Linked DNA regions of Danio rerio: region 2 is linked to region 1. Evidence: chromatin contacts called from public Hi-C data. All regions are on one chromosome and are shown on one strand. The core of a region is the stretch at or near the end of the contact, and the rest is flanking DNA. Distances in the headings are between cores, read along the strand shown. Region 1 holds the start of tmco6 (transmembrane and coiled-coil domains 6). Region 2 holds the start of stx5a (syntaxin 5A).

What was found. A called contact is a pair of places that touch in the nucleus more often than the background predicts.
Region 2: a contact with region 1 is called in a Hi-C map of hematopoietic stem cells, with 3 times the contacts expected there. The contact joins the promoter of stx5a here to the promoter of tmco6 in region 1. A contact is called at or near these places in 5 of 18 Hi-C or Micro-C datasets (caudal fin, embryo, hematopoietic stem cells and 1 more) and 1 of 4 datasets of contacts at active chromatin or transcription factors (caudal fin).

Annotation. Positions count from the first base shown.
Region 1 is chr14:9,003,338-9,010,085 of GRCz12tu, forward strand. tmco6 (transmembrane and coiled-coil domains 6) reads left to right here and starts at 2,445. Exons shown (of 13, transcript NM_001089537.1): 1 at 2,445-2,676; 2 at 2,857-2,984; 3 at 3,058-3,167; 4 at 4,206-4,389. The coding sequence starts at 2,586. It overlaps eif1ad (eukaryotic translation initiation factor 1A domain containing), which reads right to left and starts at 2,120. Exons shown (of 5, transcript NM_200468.1): 1 at 2,078-2,120.
Region 2 is chr14:9,140,632-9,147,379 of GRCz12tu, forward strand. stx5a (syntaxin 5A) reads left to right here and starts at 2,724. Exons shown (of 11, transcript NM_001002333.1): 1 at 2,724-2,814.

The DNA of each region.
Region 1 (6,748 bases), core at 1,195-3,694:
CTAACCAAAATGTGACAATCATTCCAAAAACGTTCAATATGTAAAACATCCTGAGACACAAACTTAACAGATGCTCGTCATGTGCTTCAGTAGAATGAAGTTAAGTCTAGACGGGATACAGCTTCAGATATGCAAATCAATATGCCATCATATAGGTGACACTGTACAACAATAATTAATACTTTACAGTACATTGACTTTAAATACTCTAAATACAATATATTGGGTAATTTAATAAATATTACAAACAATTCTTATTAATTTCCAGCCACAGCTGTATCCCTTATAGCAACAACCCATCATTATGGGGTCTTTCAACTAATTCAAATGTTTCTATGGAATTGCCTGATTTAAAATGAGCATATGGTGTCACAAAACTATATGTGCAGTGACAAAATGCATCAAGTTCTTTGTTTTTAAACATATATGGATTAAAATAATATATATTTCCATTTACTAAAATGGCCACAGGCAACATGGTGGCTCAGTGGTTAGCACTAGCACCCTCGAGGAAGTAGGTCGCTGCTTCGAGTCCCGGCTAGACCAATTGGCATTTCTGTGTGGAGTTTGTATGTTCTCCCCATGTTGGCATGGGTTTCCTCCGGGTGCTCCGGTTTCCCCCACAGTCCAAAGACATGCGGTATAGATTGAATTGAATAAACTAAATTGGCCGCAATGTATGAGTGTGTGTGTGTGTGTGTGTGTGTGTGTGTGTGTGAGAGAGAGAGAGAGAGAGAGAGAGAGAGTATGGCTGTTTCCCAATACTGGGTTGCAGCTGAAAGGGTATCCTCTGTGTAAAACATGCTGGATAAGTTGGCAGTTCATTCCGCTGTGGCGACCCATAATGAATAAAGGGACTAAGCCAAAGGAAAATTAATGAATAAAATGGCCACTTGTAAAATTGAGGTATTTATGATTTTACAATTCTTTTATTCATTTCTAAGAGTTTATAAGTTAATTCATTGAACTATGCTTGTAACGGTCACACCATAGGACAGTTTTTGAGATTTGGTTTAAAATGTAACAACAAAAACTGGTTTATCCAGGGTTTCTGTAGGTTTCACAGAGTTAAATTTAAGACTTTTTAAGACCATTATGAATGAGATTTTAGATTCATAAAGTGCTAAGGGCTAAGGAATTTTTCAAATGGCACAGATGGAAAAGACTTTTATTTGACCTATTAAAAGAATTATTATAATTCAATACATTTAATAATAAATTAATAATAAAAAAATTAAATAGTTTTGATTTCTTAGCTAAATATTATAAATATTGTGTAAAAACAAGCAAGCTCTATTTGATGTATTCATACACTTTTTTTCTCTCCAACTTTTAACCAAATGTCACTGTAAGGAAAATAATTAAACCATTATCATAAATAGAGGTAAAATGACCTTTTTAATTAAAAAAAATGGTTTTATTGAGATGAATTGTTGGTGAGTGTATGGATTTTGGCCAGATTGAGTAGCAACACGTGAATAAAGGAAAATTAAGACCTGTTTAAAAACTATTTAAGACCTACAAAACAGTATTTTAGTAAATGTAAACTTTTTATGGCCTAAAGTTAAAAGTTTGATTTCGAGATTTAAGATATTTTAAGATTTTTAAGACCCCGCAGAAACCCTGTTTATCACAATTTACTACGTTTACAATGATAATTATTGTCTGTGACAACCCATATTTACCTTAGATTTAGTGTGAAAAATAGAATGTAGACTGCCAGGAATACACACATTTTTACTATATGACAGCAAATTATCACCTCAGGGCAGTGAAATGTGTATCAACAACAAACAAACCACTTCTTGTCAGTCACTAAGTTGAAACGCTAATATCAAGTAAACATTTAAGACCAAATATATACATTATAACAACGAATGCGACAGGATTATATATTCGAAAATCAAGTAACTTGTCTTGACACTATTATGTAATAACATTGTTCATAACATTAACGCATGCTGTAGGAACATGTGGCCTTCGTGTTGTGTGGGTCTGTGGATAAATAAAATAAAAGCCTTCGATTTCTATCGATTTATTTTTACTGTAAAATATACGATTTTCAATAGTCACTTACCTAGAAAATGTATAGTTAACTCTGGATGTACTCTGTGTTTATTTACTAATGGCATCGAGATTTATTGCGAGCGCCTACTCGAGTGTTCTTCACTACAGCGTGAAGCTAAAAGAGACAGAAGCAACCGAATCTGAAACAACATAATAAAAGCCACGCCAACAGTTTGGAGTACGAGAGACTGGTTAGTAGCGGGGTACAAAGTCACGATCTATTCATAATTATTTATAATAGTGATAATAAAAATAATGATAATAATAATAATAATAATAATAATAATAATAATAATAATAATAATAATACATTAACGTTTACATGGCAATCTCTTATTTTGAAAAAATATTTCGCTCTTCATGTATAACAACTGCAAATCAACAGCAAACCAGTATGATAGACGTTTTTTATAGAATGTAATGAGATAAAATAAAAAAAGAAGACAGGCTTAAAGTTTTTAAAGTTATAAGTTACAATAAAGAGCGCGTTTTCCGTTTGGATAGTAAGAATAATAAATATGTGGAGGCTGAAAACTATCCATCACAAAGCAAGTGCATCTGCAAGTGATTTAGAGGAGTTCAAACGCAAGAGAAGAGAATTTGAGAAAGGTATTGATGTTTGTTTTACTATTCTATATCAAAATTATATCATATTATAACCCTGTCATCTCTTAATATGCTTTATATATGATATTTTAACCTTGTCTTGATGTCACCTGTTTATCTTTTAGATGTGTTTAAACGTAGCCAATAATAAAACATAATATTTACATATTCATGTATTCACAGCTCTTAGACAGGCTCGGAAAGACAGACAGCTGGTCAGTAAGAGACTCCTGCAAAATGATGTTGAGGAAGAAGAGAAAGAGGAGGAAGAGTCTATGGAAACATGCTTTACTTTTCTGTCTTCTGAACAGGTATCTAAAGAGAAACAAATTGTTTATTTTTATCATAAAGAATATAGCTCATGTGTTGTATTTGTGGCATTAGGTGAAAGAGATGATACGTGGAGTCCAGATGGGCGGTGAGGAGAAAGCAGCTCGTCTGGCATCTCTAAGAAAAGCACTGAGAAACCCAGAGAACCAACTTGCTTTCATTAAGTATGACTACAAATCAACCAGTTTATTCAACTGGTCTTTAAAAGCAAATACCAGTGGATAAACTGAAAAAATAGCTGCATTAAGAAAACAATTTGCATATAAAATTGAAAATAAATATAGTTTTAGTTTTATGTATATGCACGCTTTTATTTTTAAAGATCTCTCTTGCTTTCCAAGACTTTATGTATTTGATCAAATTTACAGAAAAAAATGTATTTGTGAAAATTTTGAAAGAAAAGCTAATTTAAAATAACTTTTTTCTGTTGCAATATGTTATGCCACAAAAAGTTTAAGCAAACTATTTTCAAAAAATAATAATAATCATTCATAATAATCATCATAATAAAATGTGAAAATATATACATTTATATACAAACCAGTTCTTCAAGTAAAACAATTTTACTACTTTTCTGTATCACTGAATTTGGAGATAAATATATTTTTGATCAGTTAATTCAGCCTCGATGAGAATAAGAAAAGGTTATATGATATATGAAGACTGATTTGTCAGCAAGATGCTTTTGATCATTTAAAATACAATAACATTTAGTATATGATGACTTTGTATATTCTAATTGTAATTGTAATACTCATAATAAATATGTTGTTTAACTTTTTCAAAAGTGATTTCAAACATTAAAACACATATATTATGCTTTATACATCTATCTACAGCAATTCATGTGTCTTTAACATGTATTCTCCACTTCACTTCCTAATCTGCAATTGCCTCTCTGGCTATACCACTAACTGCACTCAAAAAAAAAAAAAAATTACTAATGCTCTCCTTCTTAGACTTTACATACCTGAAACTTGCCTATAGCACTTATTCATTGTTGCTCTTATAGTTGTGTAAATTGCTTCCTTGTCCTCATTTGTAAGTCTCTTTGGATAAAAGCGTCTGCTAAATGACTAAATGTAAATGTATTTAAAGCAAGATTAAATTATTTTTAATTCTGTTTTAAATGTATAATGAAATGCTTATTTGTCAGCCATGTGTACTGTTCTTCCTACAATATTGTGTGTGTTTTTGTTCAGATCAGAGAACAGCATGCACATGTTGATTGGGCAGCTCAGTGCTCATAATGCTCAGTGTCAGCTGGAAGCGACTCGCTGTCTCCACCAGCTGTCCCACTCTTCTCATCCCAGTGTTAGTCAGGCCTGTGTGCCAGCCGGCCCATACCTACTCACCTACCTCTCCAGCCAGAGCACACAACTAACAGTGAGTGCACCACCACTTCATATCATGAAAAACACAAACAATAGTTATCCCCATACCGACTGAAGAATTGATTACATGAAGAATTGAAAACATCTTTTGTATTACAAGTTTTCTATAATGCTAAAAGGGATAGTTCAACCAAAAATGTATTTACTATTTACCTCAAGTGGTTTCAAAACCTTTGGGCCCTATCATACACCCGGCGCAGTGTGGCGCAAGGCGTGGCGCAATAGTCCTTTGGTAGTTTCAGCTTGGCGCAAGAGTCGTTTTGAGGCGTTGTGCTACGCTGTTTAAATAGCAAATGCATAAGCGCTCAATTGTGCGCCTATTGGCGTTCTGGTCTAAAAAGGAAGACGTTCTGAGGCGGACCGCTGGCGTGTTGCTATTTTGAGAATCTATAAAAGATTTTTCATTAGACCAAAACTAACCCGGTCTAAACTCCGGCGCAGAGTTGCGCCTCGCTTACATACTGCTTAATACGCACAAGAGAGCAATAGGCAAATATCTTTACATATGAAAAAAATTTAATATTAAGGATATATATATAGGATATAATAAGAATAGATATAGAATATAAATATAATGGATTAAAATATTACAAAACATACTATTTTCTAGCCTACATAAATATGAAAAATCACTGCTTTTTATGTCTTCTTCATCTCGGGAGTTTTTTTTTTTGTTCATTCATAACAATTTGCTTTTGTATAATGTTATTATTATTAGCAGTATTATTTATTATATCCAAATTTATATTTGTTTTATTAAAAACAAGCTTAGATTTGCCTACCTGTCAGGTTTTAGACCATATGGGGCGCAGCATGTGTTTTAGGATATAACTCAGGTTTTTGAGCTCATTTTGTTATTATTGTTCATTTATTCATTTGCTGGAAATTAGAACTGAATTTAGAAATAGTTTTGAAACGAATATTTGCGCTTAACAAACAAAAGTATTTATTTATAGACTAATTGATGTCTGAGCATAAAGGTTTCCCTATCCAAGAGTGAAAGTAAAAGTGATCCATTATCTCTCATTCTCACGCAGTAGATGCTCTGTTTAACAGTTTTCTGTTAAAAAACTGTCAACTGTTAACTGTTTGCTTGTGAAATGCTAATTTTTTCCACTTAGACTTACTTTGCGTCCTGTAAATAGCGAATGCGCTCTTGGCACGACGCAGCTGGGTCTTAAAGGGAATGGAAGATGAGATTCTAATTGGTTTATTTTCAAAACACACCTATAACTCATTAAGAAAATAAACTCAACCCTTTTAGACCATGCGCAGAGGCGCAAGGCAGATTTCCCGTCCTTAAATTAGCAAAAACGCGTCCTGACACGCCCTGAAAGCGTTTGCGCCCTGCGTTTTGCACTCTGCGCATGGACCGTCAAAATAGAGCCCTTTATGTGTTTCTTTATATTCTGTTGAACACTAAAGAAGATGTTTTAGAGAAAGCTGAAAACCTGAAATTATTAACTTCCATAGTAGGAAAAACAATTACTATTGAAGTAAATGGTGACAGGTTTCAGGAATACTTCAAAATATCTTTGTTTGTGTTGAACAGAAACTCAGAAAGGTTTGGAAAAGTAAAGGGTGAGTAAACAATACCAGAATTTTCAGTTTTGGGTGAACCATTCCTTTAAATATGCAAATTTGCATTCATTTGCATACACTTCTACTACAAAAAAAACTGAACTTTTGAATTTTTCAGGTTCAGATTTCTTTCTATTTTATAAACACATTAGAGTCAAATGTTTTAACGGGAGATTTTTTAATCTCTTTTTTATGACTGTAATACAGAAAATGTGGAAAGATCCAGATTAAAAATACATTTTCATATTTTGCTTGTTAAAATGTGTATAATCAGGCAAATAATATATGGACAGATGCCTCTGTAAACCCCTTCAGAATGCAAATATGACTAAAATTGATTTATTATCATAAAACACGAGAAAAAGCTTATTTTAAGAAAACAGCCTTTAAAAAATGTGCACTATAATTGAAATCTACAGTCACAGATTGATCAAGTGCAACAAAAGAAAGACTTAAAGGTCTCGTGAAATGTTTTGAACGTACTGTAATTTAAACTAAAACATCAAGACAGTGTGAGACAGAGTTGCTCCTCTCCATTTAAGGAAAAAAAGGGAAAAGGCATTTTGTTTTTATCTCAGTTCTCTCATTGAGAAAGTTTTAACTCAAGCACATATAACAATAGCCTCTTGAAGGGGGCGGGGCATGCCAAATAATAGAGAGCATTCGATTAGTCAGAAGGTTTAATGAGAAAAAGTATGAAGTGACATTGAAAAAATTCTTTAAGTAAAAGTAACAAACTGCAAGCTTTGGATGTTTATGTTTTATAAATG
Region 2 (6,748 bases), core at 1,474-3,973, 140 kb after region 1:
TGATTGCTTGAGACCAATCAAAGATCAAAACATGACCTGTCTGAACAAAAATGTAAACTATGGACCAGTCGCTTGCTTTTTCAATCTCTAATTATTTTGTTTAATCCCACTTCTTTTCGCAGTGCCGTATGACAGAATTTTGCATGCTCAAACGTTAGTGTGACCGCAGCCTTACTGTGCAGACCTGTAATATGTAAGAAGATATTTATATCTGCTGATTTCTTAATTTTGTTATACATTTTATGTTGTATATTTGTTTGCAGCCAAAACAATAAAATACATTTGTCTAAATTTTTATGCCTTCTATTTTTAATAACAGATAAGAATACTAATTAATTTTAGTAAGACTATGACATACTATTAATGTGTATGCAGTATAATGCTGTGAGTTGTAACAGTACAGTAATTAACTGTACACAGTTTCCTGTTAGTTACCACTACTGCTCTATTAAAGTAATTAACTGGCAACACTGTTGCCTGCTACTCACTGTAATGGTTCGGTTACAGTAAATAACTGGCAACACTGTTGCCAGCCACTCACTGTAATGGTTCAGTTACAGTAATTAAATGGCAACACTGTTGCCAGTTACTTACTGTAACCAAAATTTTACAGTGAGTAACTGGCAACAGTGTTGCCAGTATTCTACTGTTAAAAACGCCCGGTAAGGTCTAACAGTGTAGGGTTAAGGGCGGGGTTAGGTGAGCCCATTAAAAAGCATTGGATGCAGCCCAGATTGCACAGCACCAGGTCTGCATCCAGACCCCTCTCGAATTACCAACCTACGTCACACATGACGTCAAACTGGTTCAACCACACATAGCAGTTGCAAAAATAGACCGGTTGAAATAGTAAAAATGTTGTGTTGTGCGGAATGATGCCAAATTTGAAAGTCTAAAAATAGAAAACTTAAATTTCACCGTACACCACACTGCTTTTAATGCCAACCGCAGACGTCTTTGGCTAACAGCCATCATAAGAGCTAAATGGAGTGAGGACCTAATTAAAAATGCTGGACTCTGCAGTTTCATATGAGGTAAGTTCACGCTATGCTGTACCACACACATTACTCGTTTTTGATTGCAGCAATGATTTTAGCAAAAACAGTTAATATGATTAATTAAACTGCAGACACTAAATGCTTAGAATGAAACGTAAAAATGTAAGTTCACATACCCTGTCGTACAGGTGCAGTTTGCTGTCAGAATGCAGTAGTTTTGCTTGTTGATGATTACCCAGGCCTTGTACAGTTCCGTCTTCTTTCCTTGTCTTTGGCTAGGGAGAACCTCAGTTTTTAGCACTAAAAAATTTTTAATCTGGTGATCATGGAACATTATATCTTGCACATGACCACACATAACAGATCTGTTGGCCTTCAAAGACTTGTAGGCCTTTAACTTCTCTCTTGTACAATCACTTGGAGTTTTAATGAAATAGTTGTATATTTGGGGCTGGATGCTTGGCCATTTCATCTTATCCAATATCCATTGTGGGGTGCTATCGCAAACGGACCTGTCAGATGAACGCCGCTCATTTTAACGTTAATTTTGCCAAATAACTGTGGTGGCAAGCTGTTATAATACGCAGAAAGCATTATGTAATTAATATATAACATGTAACCAATATAACTTATCTATAATACAACAGTAAACTCTGTACCGCATCGGATGTCATTCCCTTGCTGTAAATGCTAGCACTTCTAGAGTTTTTTTTCTGCAACCTCAATGCGCGCGCATCCTGAATGTTTACAAAATGGTAATTCACCGATAGTGTAGTAATGTGCAGAGCTTCATTTACAATAGACATCCTTAAAGGCAAATTTTGAACAATATTTAGATTTTTTTAACGCAGATTTTTGAATAGTTGCATCACTGCTAAATAATGTCCAATCCTAAGAAAGTACATATCAATCAAAAGCAAAAGCCTGTTTATTTATAAAGCTAACAAACTGACGTATATGCTGTATGCTTCGTGGTCCAAGGTCACAAATGTAAAACTCTGTTTTGCTATTTGAAAAGGTTGTTTTCAAAGCAGTTTCAACCCATTTGGTTTGTTATATGCGCAACTGATTTCAGTTTTAGTCAGCTTATATGATTTTTGATCACTAAAATCTTACTCACCCCCAAATGAGTCATTCCGTGATTTCCTTTTCGACACGTGCAGCTTATTTTGTAATTCCTTTGGCGACATCTGCTGGTGGTGTAGTGCGTTGAAATTTTACCGTCACTAAATGTAATCAAATCAATATGAATATCCATATAAAAATTCGCATCTTAGCTGTTGTATCAATTTCTGTGAAATAATTATTATTTTAGTTTCTATTATTTATTAAAGTAAAACAAAGATTATCAATGATGAACAGATGATGACCAATGGATGTTTTTTGTCTGTTGGACGTCTTAAGTTTTAGTAAAATGTAAAAATACATTGTACTGATATATAAAAATTAAACATAAAGGTTAAAATTTAAAGATTCCTGCTACTTTTTTTTTCAAAACTGACAATAATAAAAGCACCAGATCATCTAAAGCACCAAATGACACTGTATGGCGGTGATGAAATATTCAGCTATTATCCCCTGAAATAGATTAGCTTCTATTACCTTAAATATGTATTAACATAAAGTCTTTTAACATAAATCATAATTCTGCGTCACAAGTCACACTATCGAAAGGCGGCAGTGAGCGTGCGCGTTCGTGGACGTGGCAGTGACGTCGCGCACACCGGAAGCGGTCAGGACTGGAAGTGAAACCCCGACCTCCGTAAGATCGACTAGCCGGGAATACTGGAAAAAACGACGAAATGACACAATAACCGTGAGTAAACGCTTATAACTAATGTCAGGAATGTATTACCTTGTGGTCAATGTTCATTTTGCGTTATTACAGTTTAATATAAGACAGATATTGTCGAGTTGTGGGCCAATTAGCGCTCAGTGAACTGCGTACTGCTTGGCTGAAGACGATATCAGTTACTATGCAGACATAAACAACCCTTTAGAGACACATCTAGTCTTTATAATATAAAGGTATGTCATCGATCGACTACAACGAATTTTTGATCGGTGTTATTCCAGGTCTTTCTGTGAAGCCAGAATATTCTAGGTGGCCTATAATCCGATAACATGTGAGTTGAGTTTACTGACTGATGCTCTGGTTATTGTCGACGTCATCTATTGAGTTTACTTAAAAATTTCATATAGAAATGGCAACATGTAGTGTTGCCATATAATAAAGAGAACAGTATGGCAGCAGATCTTCTCTGTCAAGTAGTTTTGGATGTGGGAGTGACGTCCATATAGAAGTGTTTGCCTACTTAAATGACCTGTTAAAACCATGCTAAAGTGATAGTTCGCTCAAAAAATGAAAGTGTATTAACTATTTAGTCACTCTGAGATGGTGTTAAACCTTAATGAGTTTATTTTGAGCACAAAAGAAGATATTTTTAAGTAATCTGAAAACCTGTAACCATTGACTTCCATAGTGGAAAAAACAAATACTATGGAAGTCATTGGTTACAGGTTTCCAGTTTTCTCATTTGTATTAAAAAAAAACTCATTGGCTTGAAAGAAGTGAAGGAAGAGTAAATGATAATAAGTTTCATTTTTGTGTGAACTTTCCCTTTAAGGCTTATTGGGGTAAAGTTTAGAGCTGTATGATATTGGAAAAATCTATGGATGCACCGATACCATTTTTTGGAACCGATCCGATCTCGATACCATAATTTTGAGAATCGACTGATACAGATTCGATCTTGATACTATGTCGTGTTTTTTATTCTTTTTTTTCATTTACATAATACAGTTTGTAAAGCTCTGGTGATAAACTCAAATAATATATCTTCTTAAGTAGAAATAACACACCTATAGGCCTACTGTAGCAGACTAAACTAAACTATCTGAGGCCAGTTTTACTTACATTTTACATTCTCTCTCGCCTAAACTCAAGATGGAGAAACTGAAAGCATGTCTGAAATTGTTTTTTGTCCAACAAATATTTTTTTTTTAACTAATTTCTTTTGGTATAATGTGTTGGTTAATTTAATGTATTCTTGTTGGTCAGTTATCTTCAAAATAAACAAGAATATTTAAGGTGAAGTTCAAAACAAGGACCGCATGTATTAATGTATTATTATGCCTTTTCTCATTTAAAGTTTCAGATAGGTCTACTTTGTGTGAAGAGCAGGTAATAACCCTCTCTACTCCAGTGTTGTATATGCGATCTGCTGGTCTAACTGACACAGCGTAACATGATTAAAAAACAGCAATGATCTCCATGTTACAGGTCAAAATGAACCCAATTAATGCAAAACTAAATGCATTTCTCCACCGACTACTTACATTAACAGGAACAAATAGTCTTGGAGAGTTTTTCGTGTTGTCATGAGCAAGACACACAATTTAAATTGTGAATGATTGACGGGCACATTGGCGGGAAGCGCTGAACTGAACATGAATTTGCCCACTTAAATATTCATCTGTGCCTTACATTAAACTGTATAATGGCTTCAAAACATTTATGATATAGTAGGCCTACATGACAACTTTCTAGTGCCTTTTAATAGGCTACCTTCTTGGCTTTTGATGGCTTATAAATTACACAGAATATAGCGCACATGTAAGATCGGATTTGGATCGGTACCAGCTGGCCGATACCCGATCCAGCAAAAATATGTGGTATTGAACCGATATCCGATGCAAGTATCGATATCGATGAATCCCTAGAAAAATCTGACATTGCGATGTTTAGTTTTTCTGCGATATATATTCAGGGCTTGCAAAATCCTTAGGCTTTTTCTAGTTGGGCTACTGGATGTCAAAATCCTTCTCCACCTGCCCGAAAGGGTAGTGAAAGTAAAAATAAATTTCAATGCGTTTACATTTACTATATTTTATTACAAATTACATTTACTACAAATTTGATAATTATATATGTGCTGTGCTGCTAATACAGCAGCAATAGATCCACTTGTTTACTTGAGAAAAGCCACAATATAAACAATTGCCTCTCAAATAGCTTGCGCGCTACTGAAGCACACAAACACTCGTCACTCACACAGAGATCACACTGACACAAAGATTCAGATACAGAAATAGCCTGAGCTAAGCTTAAAATTTAATAATCATACGTGTTATATTTATTATCACTTTTACCTGTCTATAGCAGCATAAACTTAACATCCCGCACAGATGGTTAATTTCCTCAGCACCAAGGAATGACTTTTAAAACATTCTGGGACGATTAAAAAAATAACAAATATACATTCAATTCTTACTTTAGAACTGTAGAGTTTAACACGACATGTCTTTCTTTGGTTCGTAAACAAGCAGTTTCACGTCATCATGTTCACATCATGAGGCCTGTCTAAGCTATGCGAAATCTAAAATATCATATCTTTATGCAGTTACTCAATATTAAGATCAAGATACGTTAGTTAGTCAGTCAGACTATAAAGAAATAACTGTTCAATTAAGTGTTTAAATGATATGAGTGTGCGCGTCTAGATAGAATACCGCTAATGATATCTTTTTATTTTATTTTATTTTTTTGTAAATGTATGTTTTTGTTTTAATTTAACGAATAATGTATTTTCTCTTTGGGCCACTTAAATTTATATTCAGGATACCAAAAACTAAAGAGTGCCTGTCCGAGGGCTACCAGGAATTGTAAAGTTTTGCAAGCCCTGATATTGCAATATACTGTGTTATACTTGGAAATAGTTTTTGGTCACACTTCATTTTAAGGTGCAGTTCCTGCGCTAAGCCAACCATTGTGACTTTTGTAACTAGTAATTGCTCCTTATTAATAGTTATTATGGGTAAAATTAGGGATGTAGAATAAAATCATACAGAACATGTGCTTTATAAGTACTAATAAGCAGCCAATGTCTTAATAACGCATGCTAATAAGCAAGTAGTTAATAGTGAGAATTGGTCCATAAAGTGGAACCGAATGTATTAAATTTGATTGATTCTGTAGGGGAGTGAACCATGCATAACATGTAATAAACAAACTACAAGCGTAAATAAATGCAACAAAGCAAAGATAAAAGTGAAATAAATGGTGCACGCATTATAGTTTTGTATATTTAAAAATGACACTGCAAAGTCAACTCAACATTGCATATCTTTGCGATGTGACTATTGCGGATGCATGCATTGCAATATCGATGCTGAAACAATATATTGTGCAGCCCTAGTAAAGTTGGTTTTATATTCAGACATTCGGACATTCTCCTTAATGATATATACTCCAAAAAGTATTCTTGCTAATTCTAAATAGGGAAATCATATTAGCAGCTAATGACTGACAACGTCAATCAAACAGTGCTAATGTTGTTTTGAAGTCATACTTGGATGCCATTTCAGATAATGTAGCTATTGATGTCTTGTTATGCCTTATTCACACTAGTAGCGACTTTGTAGCTGCCTGTCGCTCTGGGTGGCGACCTGCTGCAAACGCAGGTCAGTTTAGGTCTACAGTACAGAGAATACAACTGGTCTCTGAGCTAGCTGAGTGAAGATCACGTGAGCTCTACTGGTGCTTCTATTGGCTGTTGCTAAAAAAAAAAAATCGCTCTTCATTTGCGTAAAGTTGAAGGATTCTTAACTTTGCCACAACGCTTGACACGCCCACCTTGTCGCCAATGGTCGTTTGTCGCCTTGCCGCTGCGATTCGCTTGTAGTGTGAATGATGATTAAGACTTGCATTGCTGTACTATTTTTATTGTTTGTTTTGGGTGCATTAATTG